2 separate regions of the Mus musculus genome follow, and region 2 is linked to region 1. Evidence: chromatin contacts called from public HiChIP or PLAC-seq data. All regions are on one chromosome and are shown on one strand. The core of a region is the stretch at or near the end of the contact, and the rest is flanking DNA. Distances in the headings are between cores, read along the strand shown.

Region 1 (4,279 bases), core at 1,645-4,144:
CTCTACTAGAGCATGAGGCAGATCACAGTCAGCTGCTGCGAAGCACCCCCACATCCCCACACCTGAGATTGAAACGAAACCGTGTTTGTACTATTCCTGTGGCTTTTAGAAAAACCAAACTTCCAGAATTTTCACTACATATACTCACACCAATAAATTAGAATATACACATTAGCATGAAACCGTCAGCACCCAGGGGGAGGAGTTGCAGGCGCTGAATTTGCAAGAACCCAACTCTGGAGAGCCACTGCTGTGATGAACTCCAAACAGGACAAAGAGTGAGCACACTGCAGTTGTTTTCTTTGGCTCTGCAGTGCACCTCGCATCCAGAGAACATGGAAATGGAGTCAAAGCAATATTGTTTGAAGGACTTAGTTTTGTTTTGGTTTTTTTTTCTAAGACTCAAAATTCAAATCATATTTGCTTTTATTGATTGATATCCAGAAAAATTACGTCTCCAAGATAATTGCCCCGGGTTCCTTAACCCCTTGAATACAGAAGGAACTGAAGAAAGAGAAAAAGGAAACAAAATTATGAAACACTAGTTTATCCTCACTAAGGACTTCTTTTTAGGTTGATGACGTGTGGGAGCACAAGGCACATTTCACTGAAGATACAGGAGCAAGGAATCAGCAGAACTTAATTAAAAGTTCAATTGATGTAACCTCTGGGGCAGATGATCAGCCTGAAAAAAAAAGGCATCTGCTTAGGAAAAGCAACTGTGTATAGTAGTGCAAAATTTACATATGCTAATGAAATTAGAAATATATTTTAAAGCCTCAACAATGCAAACCACTTACAAATACAAACACCTAATCCAAACATTTAGGAGGAAAGGCAGAGGGAGCCTAAGTTCAAGATCAGCGAGGGCTACAAAATGAGACCCTTAAAAATATATCAATAGCACAGTTAAGAGTGTATACGACCCTTGGGGCTTGAGAGATCTCTCAGTGATTAAAAACACTTATTACCCCAGAGAGGACCCAGGTTTGAGTCCCAGTGTCCATATGAAGGCTCAACCTTAATGCTAGTTGCAGGGCGCTTGGCACCCTCTCCTGACCTCTGAGAGCATCTGACATGCCTGTGGTGCAGACACACATACATGCAGGGAAACACACAAAACAAATCTTGAAATAATTTAAAGAATGTACACTGTCCTTATTAGAAAACACAAATGGGACCGCTGAGATGGCTCAGTGGATAAAGCATTTGTTGACCATCAATACACCCTGAATTTGATCCCTGGGACACAAATGGAAGGACAAATCAACTATCTGTTCTTTTATGACCTCCAGCATATGCCATGGTACTTGAGCACACACAACTGTAATAAGAATACATACACACATATATGCATAAGTAAACACATGAAGTAGAAACTGATAAGAGAAATGGCACTAAATGTACTGAGGAGTGCCAAGAAGTGCTTGGAGCAGTGAGACTGAGAACTATGGTCGCTCATTCTGCTCACTTATTCCACACTGTAGGAGATATTTTTACCTGGCAGCACTCAGGCCAGACAGAGTACCTTTGACTAGAGTCTGCACTCATTGCTGCTGCTCGCAGAAGACACCATAACCCTCCTCCCCCAACCTCCCACCGCCATACTGCCTGTGACCAGCACAGTGTGCTTTCTCCTACCTAGCTCTGTGCAGACACTCCTGCTCTAGAGGGGTACAGCATTCAGAAAACTCTCGAGTTCCACGTGGGACTCTTCTTCACCTCTCCCCTGGATGAATCCATAAAATAAGGTTCATCCAAAAAGGAACAGGGAACATTGGCCTGTGTATGTGGGAGGTGCCATAGTAGGCCTGCGGATATGGGAGGGGCCCTGATTGTCTACATCTAGGGTTGTACCAATCAGAAATTCCTACTAAACACGTGTCCTCAACAATCTTCCAAATCATGAGACCCTAGGTCTCAAAAAAGGGATCTTAAAACTGACATAACAGAGCACTTGTCACCATCCGCCTGCATCAAGTTAGCTACAGGAAGAAGGTCCAGTGTACTTCGAGCTGTCACCTTTCCGATTTCTGAACTTGGGCACTGGTCCACAGAGAGGAAACTTTGCAGCCTGACGATCATAAAGCAGTCCTATTGTCCTCCTGGCCATCAGCGAGAGCTGTGCACTTCCCAGCCCACCCCATCCTCCATTTTAAAAATGAAAACAGCGACACGAGGGCTGTAACATCACTGCCTGATACCCACTGGCTTCTCCGACCCGTCGGTTTTCGTCCTCTGTTCCAGCCCCAGTATTCTAAACACCCAGCTCTTCACCACAGAGACCACATTTGTCTCGATCCATGAAAACGCAAGCTCAGAGCGCTCCCTCACATCTCCGGAGGGATGACTCCGACAGGCGTGGCCACGGTGAAAGCTTTTTATACTCTCTGTTTCGGTACCCACAGAGTAGACTGGGGCGATGAAATCGATTTAATTCTCAGGGCAAGTCAGAAGACAAGGACGACAGCCGCAGTGCACGGTGCAGCTCGGGTTCTTTCTCACACAATACAATTTCATTTATATTGAAAATCATCATGAACTTTGCAAAGAAGTTAGTCACTTCCTGTTTTTCTCTGATCTAAATGCATGTGATAGCTTTACGTTTTAAGCTATGTGAGGACCTTAGAAATACTTCAGAAGGTGACATAATGCTAGGACTAGGGACAGAGCTCTTTCCTAGCAAGCATGAGGCCCAGGTTTTACTCCTAGCGCAGTGAAAATGAACAGATCCCATTATTACTGTAAAACACCGTTTGTTTTATGTAAGTTCTGTGACTTCAGCACTGTGACATTTCACCCTGTTACTGAGAAGGCGCACTCTCTACCCACTACAGTAACTTACCAACAACTGTCAGCTGAATGGTCCCCTTGGCAGTACCAAAGGCATGGGACACTCCACACTGATAGGTGCCAGCGTCAGAGAGCCGAGCATCAGTTATATTTATAGATGCCTCACCAGACCTGATGTCATTACTTGTAAATTGCACACGTCCTTTCATATCTTGATAGAAGTTGTCGTAAATCTTGTCTGCTAAATATACAATAAACTAAAATTTAAAAGAAGCAGAAAGAGAACATAAACAAACGTGGGCTGAAGAAGTGGCTCTGTGGTTAGAAGCATGTAGCTCTCATCAGGGGACCCAAGATCAGGTTGCAACACCCACAAAGCAGTTCACAGCGTAACTTTCAGATTCCATGGGATTTAATATCCCCTCTGACCTCCACAGACACTAGACACGCATGCAGTTCAAGAGACTCAAATGTAATAAAAAATAAATCTAAAAAAAAACTTTCAGTAATGCTATGCATATACCATGTTACCATAAAACTTTTTTTTTTTTTTTTAAGAAATAGAAATGAAAGAGAAAGTAAAGAGAGCTGGTGAGCTGGCTCAGATGACAGAGACCCGAGTTAGGGCCCTGAGAGCCAATGGAAGAGGCAGACATGATTTCACAGACATGAAGCCCACCACTAGAATAAGGGGTTGGAGGGCGGGCAACCCCAGGCACTTGCTGGCCACTCAGTCTAGCCATCAGTGAGCCCCAGTTTCAGTGAGAGACCATATTTCAAAACACATGATGGAGAAAGAGGGCGGGTGACACCTAACCTCATCCTTCAGTTTCCACAGATAAAGGCATGCCCACACACATACGCTGCGCATACACACACATCTGCCCCACACATACTTCATTATATACAGAGGGAGGGAGGGAGGGAGGGAGGGAGAGAGGGAGGGAGGGAGGGAGGGAGTTGTTATACAAAAACCCACACTAATAAAAACACAGAATGATGAGCTAGAACTGGGTCCATGTGGACCTGGGATGCAGTCCCTGTACCTCTATTATTATTACTATTTTAAAGCTTTGTTGTTTTTATTATTGTTTTAAATCATATTTAGGCTGGCTCAGGTGTGGTGGCGTTCACCTATAACCCCAGCACTCGGGGGCCGGCCGGGAAGAGTGCCGGGCCACCAGGAGTCGGAGTGACAGACAGTTGAGAGAAGCCATACCGCTGGGTCCTCTGGGAAAGCAGCCCCGTGCTCTTAAGTGCTGAGCCAAACCTTTGGCCTCCATACTCCCATTATGAATGGACAGCCAGGTTTCAGTGTGATTAAATAACTTCTAACATAATTAAATACCATAGTCCTGTACTAGAGACGGGGTCGGTGGGACTGGACAGGTTCACACACGTGTTCATTCATGGATGTTCCTGTGTCGCAGCTGCCTCAGAGGGTTTAGTAATAAATCAAGTAAGAACAAGGACAGTCACTAGGGAG
Region 2 (4,374 bases), core at 800-3,299, 380 kb after region 1:
GTCAGTGGGGGAGGTAGAGGGAAAGGGTAGATTCCAGACGAATGTTTGCAGTGTGAAATCAACAGTCTTTGCTTATAGGACGGGAGGTGGCGGGGTCAGGGCAGAGATGAGAGCAAGTCCAAGACTTAGGGGCCGAGAACGGGAAGCAAGGAGCTGGGTGAAACAGGCATGAGAGATGGATGGTCAGGAATTCCATTTTGAACACAAGTAAACAGTTTCCCATGAAAGGCAGAAGGGCACATGGCAAGCTGCTGAGGATGAAAAAAAAAAAAAAAAGTCTGGTTCCTTCTCTCAGCACCATGCTCCCAGAAATCACACTCAGACTCAAAGTATATTTACAAATACCTCGGCCATATAGCTAGGCTCTTCTCTGACTAGCTATAACTTAAAATAACCCATTTATTCTAATCTACTTTCTGCCACGTAGCTGGTTATCTGTGCTCGGGTACCATGTGATCGTCTCGTCACATCTTCCCTGGTGAAGCTCCTGCCTGCCACTTCCCCCAGACTCCTTCTGTCTTCTGGATGTCCCACCCCCTATTCCTGCCACAGCATAGGCCATCAGATTTATTATTGACAGGTGCCCCATCCGTACAGACATAAGATAGTCTCCTCTCTACAGGCTCCTGCAGGCAAAGATACCTGCATGGCCACCAGTGTGCTTCCTCTTTGCTTTAGGTTTGGCTAAGCCCAAGGCTGTGCTCTGGAAGAGGTGGGTGTTTCAGTAAAGAACTAAAAGCTCGCAAAACGGGCAGTGTTTGGGGAAGAGGAAATAAGGCAGGATCTCTGATTGTTTCTTTATTAATAAGTAGAGATACACAAAGACTTGATAAAAAGTACATAAAAGGCTCAAGCGTCAACAAGATGTCCAGGCATCACTCTCGCTCCTCACACGACAACTGCCACCTGCTAATACTGTCACGCAAAGGGCTCATTGTTTCAAGTATCTGGCATTGTGGGTAAACCTGACCCAATGTGGACTCTCCAACCAGGTGGGCTGCTAAAAGGAGGGACCCCTCTGCGGCTCTGGACTTAGTGTGATGGCTCTGAGGGGCTTTGGGGTTAGAGCTGGCATGGTCAGTGGGTCATGTCTCCTGGCAGGCAAGACAGGTCACACGCATCCAATCAGGTACTCCACAGCAAGAGCCATGGAAGGGTGTGAGGAGCTCCTAAGGGGAGCATCCAGATGTTCCCTGTGTGGCATGGTGCTTGGGAAGGAGGGGGCCATAGCATAGCCCCATACTGGGGGAGAGGGGATGGCTGGGGGGGGCAAATGAACCTATAAAGAGGTGGCAGAGTAATGGAAGAAAATCGGCACACAAGAGAGGCAGAGGTGAGGGGATTGCAGGGAAGGTATACATCAGATGTGATGGGAACACACATTTCTGAAAAAACTACAGGGAACCTCGGAATGAGAGCTCAGTACAGACCCAAGGGGTCCTCGGTCATGCGGTATCACAGCCAACCAGGTCTCCTGACGTCCCCTGTCAGCTGGCGATGGAGATGCACTGAGCATCTTTTACTCGGCCTCCCTGGAAACTCTGTCAGAGGGCTCATTTCTAATTCTGGAGTGTCATCTACCCATGCCACACGTGGGGGAAACAGGATTGTGGAAGATGAAAGCCCTGGACCAGAGATGGCCAGAAGTCGGCCATTTTGTCCACCTGCGTGTGGGGTCAGTTTAGGACATGGGCAGTTTAGAATGGATGCCCTGGATGACGAACCTGAATGCACTGCTTCTGCTGAGAGGGGTGGGGGCGCTGGGAGCCTCCCTTCTGGTCAGCTGTGTGACTCACTCCTCAGGGCTTTGGTCTAGTCTGCTTCCGGGAAGAGTCTCCACTCGGCACAGGAGAGGCGCTGGCTGGTCCACGGAAGTGAGGGTGTGCCGGTAGCAGGTGGCAGGACATGGCTTCTCTGGCAGTGGCTGCTGCCCTGAGTGTAGAGCATCCTGACCCTCCCTTCCATCTTTCCTCTCTCTGGGCTGCAGTGGCTATGGGTGTGGCTTAGGGAGCCCAGGGCTGGAGAAAGCCTGGTTCTTTTCATGTTGAAAATATTCATAAGTATTACCGGATCTGAGAAATGGTGAATACCTCATCTGACATGCCCTCTAGTATCCTTTTCAGGAACAGAAAAAAAAAAAAAAATCGGGGCGGGTGGCAGTTTGGTGAGTAGGAAGTTTGATCTCTAGCTAGCAAAAGCGTCAGTCATTTCCTTCTGTAGCAGAGTTGTCCCTTGCATGGGGCCTTCTGTCCTGATGACCCTGCGTGTGAACAATTTAGGACTCTCTGGGTTGGAAAGGAATCACGAGGCTGGACACCCTACTCGGTGCCTGGTTTCCTTGGATTTCCTTCCGTGAGTTCCCTTCTCCACACTGGCCCAGCCCCCTGGTGGGAGCCTCCGTTCTGCAAGGTGAGCTGGCAGATGCCCTCACTCACTACGCCAGCCACCTCCACTCCCAACCCTCTCACAGGGTGTACTTTGTTCTTGCTGTTCCTCCATACGGGTCTTAGCTGGAAAAAGCCCCTCTACCCCACTAGCAGCACCAGAGAGGGAGGAGTGCATTGTGGCGGGAGGTGTCCCTGCTCAAATGAGTGTGTGGATCATGTCCTCAGCTCAGCTTTCTTCCCCTTTGACCTAAGAGCGCAAAGAAAGTGTGTACCGAAAGGCAGCCGCAGCCGTACCTGCTAGAAGGGGTTTGCTCATCGGCTGGACTTATAAAGGTAATGGTCAGCTGACTCGGGTGGAAATGGCTTCAGGTCCTGGGGCTTCTGAGATAATAGTATTGAGCACTTTCAGTTCAGAGCTTTCTGGATGGTGTCACATCCACCTCCTTGAACATGTCCCTAAGTTTGTGTCAGAGGCACAGGAATACATAGTCTGAGAGCAAACAGGGACACTGTCCATATCTGAACATAGAATTTACCCACAGCATGGAAAGCAAATGAGTCCTTTTGCAAAGCCAGTCACTGGCCTCACCACACACTCAAGGAAAGGAAATCCCCTCAGGGGTGAACCGGTCCCAGCTAGCTCTCACTTCAGTGGGGGTGGGATTGAGGGTGGGGTGTAGTAGTGAGGGGGGTTGTTTTCTAATCTCTGCCGTTGTTTGTTTGTTTGTTTTCAACTGTACCAAAGCCCTCCAGGTAAATCCACCCCCTCTCTCCAGTCTCTGGGGTCTGTTTGCTTCCTGGGTTTGACCCCAGGCTTCTGATAAGACTCCACCTACTTCTGCCTCTCATCCAGGATGGAGTTTGGCACTGCTAGGAACACTCGGTTAAGAAGACAACAGCCCTATTGCAGACATTTATCAGAGGTCTGCCAAAGACTTGGGGCTTCGCCAGGCAATGGGCACAGACCTCTTTAATAAAATAATCATTACTCAAATAATTTAAAAATCTACAAAAGACACAAGAGCTCAGACACTGGGGATGGGACAGGGAGGAAGCTTGCTCATGGCTTGTCTGGTGCGTTGTATGTGGGTAAGCACTTCCATAGCAAACCAGCCCTATGGAGTTAAAAGAAACAAGCCCACCAAGAGACTGGGAACTGGGCTCAGTCAACACACAAAAGGTTTGGAAGCTGTAGCCCTGTCTCCTGGGAGAGGCAGCAAAGCCAGCCCCGGCCTGCTTCTGCCCCCTCCTCCCTCATTCCCTTCCAATGCCCAGTCCAGAGCCAAGGGCTGTAGTTAGAAGTGGTTCTCAGTGCAGTTAGGCAGTGGGCTGGTCCCAGGGGCTGGCAGTTCACGGTTGCTATGCCCAGGGCTTCAGGCTGTCACAAGATGACACACTGCAGTTTGTGAGTGCCGGTGGCCCTGTCTCCTCGCCATTTTGTCTTCTTTTTCTTCTTCTGGTTTTTCTCTGGAACCTGTTGCCTTTGGAACAATGAAGGAAGCAAAGACAATGTCAGAGCAAGCCTTTTGCTTCCTCTGTCCTCTCTCTGGGACTCCCAAGTCTCTGACAGCCCTAGGTTGGAGGGACAGCTTGAGAGTGCTGCTGTGCTGGCCACCCAAGGAGACCAGGCTGTGTGGCATCTCTTAGTGCAGGAAAGGCAGAGAGGAAGGGAAGAGAAAAATGAGAATCCCCCGGCATCCAGCGGCGACTAGATTTATTCATACCGTAAGCCCGCCGTGCTTTATAATGGAGCTGGCATCTGTGCTTATTTTTCTTTTTCATATTTTAGATAAAATAAGTGGCCAACTGTGTGCCAAAGCTTTTACGTGTTTTCTGTTAACATTTCTGAGGCCCAAGGGTCTTTTGGTGCCACAGCTCCCTAAGCAATACACGGCAGCTTGGGAAAGCCATCAACTGCCAACACAAACGGGAGGTGAGGGCTGTGGGGAGAAAGAAGGATGAACTCAGGCTGCGGGGTGTGTGGGGG

What was found. HiChIP or PLAC-seq counts read pairs in DNA pulled down with a chosen protein or histone mark.
Region 2: an H3K4me3 HiChIP or PLAC-seq map of bone marrow-derived macrophages shows a contact between it and region 1, with 4 times the contacts expected there. The contact joins two enhancer-like sites. A contact is called at or near these places in 1 of 15 datasets of contacts at CTCF or cohesin (large pre-B cells), 1 of 484 Hi-C or Micro-C datasets (bone marrow-derived macrophages) and 3 of 115 datasets of contacts at active chromatin or transcription factors (bone marrow-derived macrophages, embryonic stem cells and large pre-B cells).

Annotation. Positions count from the first base shown.
Region 1 is chr9:99,006,382-99,010,660 of GRCm38.p6, forward strand. Gm1123 (predicted gene 1123) reads right to left here. Exons shown (of 8, transcript NM_001080776.1): 7 at 2,846-3,050; 8 at 584-685. The coding sequence ends at 681. Among named protein-coding and RNA genes, the nearest start is that of Faim, 22 kb to the left of the region's middle. Within about 2 kb of position 2,895, at least 55 of the 459 cell types and tissues checked have an H3K27ac peak or open chromatin away from gene starts, as enhancers often do. A contact at or near this core is called in bone marrow-derived macrophages, where this site is marked.
Region 2 is chr9:99,384,637-99,389,010 of GRCm38.p6, forward strand. It overlaps Mras (muscle and microspikes RAS), which reads right to left. Exons shown (of 6, transcript NM_008624.3): 6 at 784-3,868. The coding sequence ends at 3,769. Among named protein-coding and RNA genes, the nearest start is that of Esyt3, 28 kb to the left of the region's middle. Within about 2 kb of position 2,050, at least 19 of the 459 cell types and tissues checked have an H3K27ac peak or open chromatin away from gene starts, as enhancers often do. A contact at or near this core is called in bone marrow-derived macrophages, where this site is marked.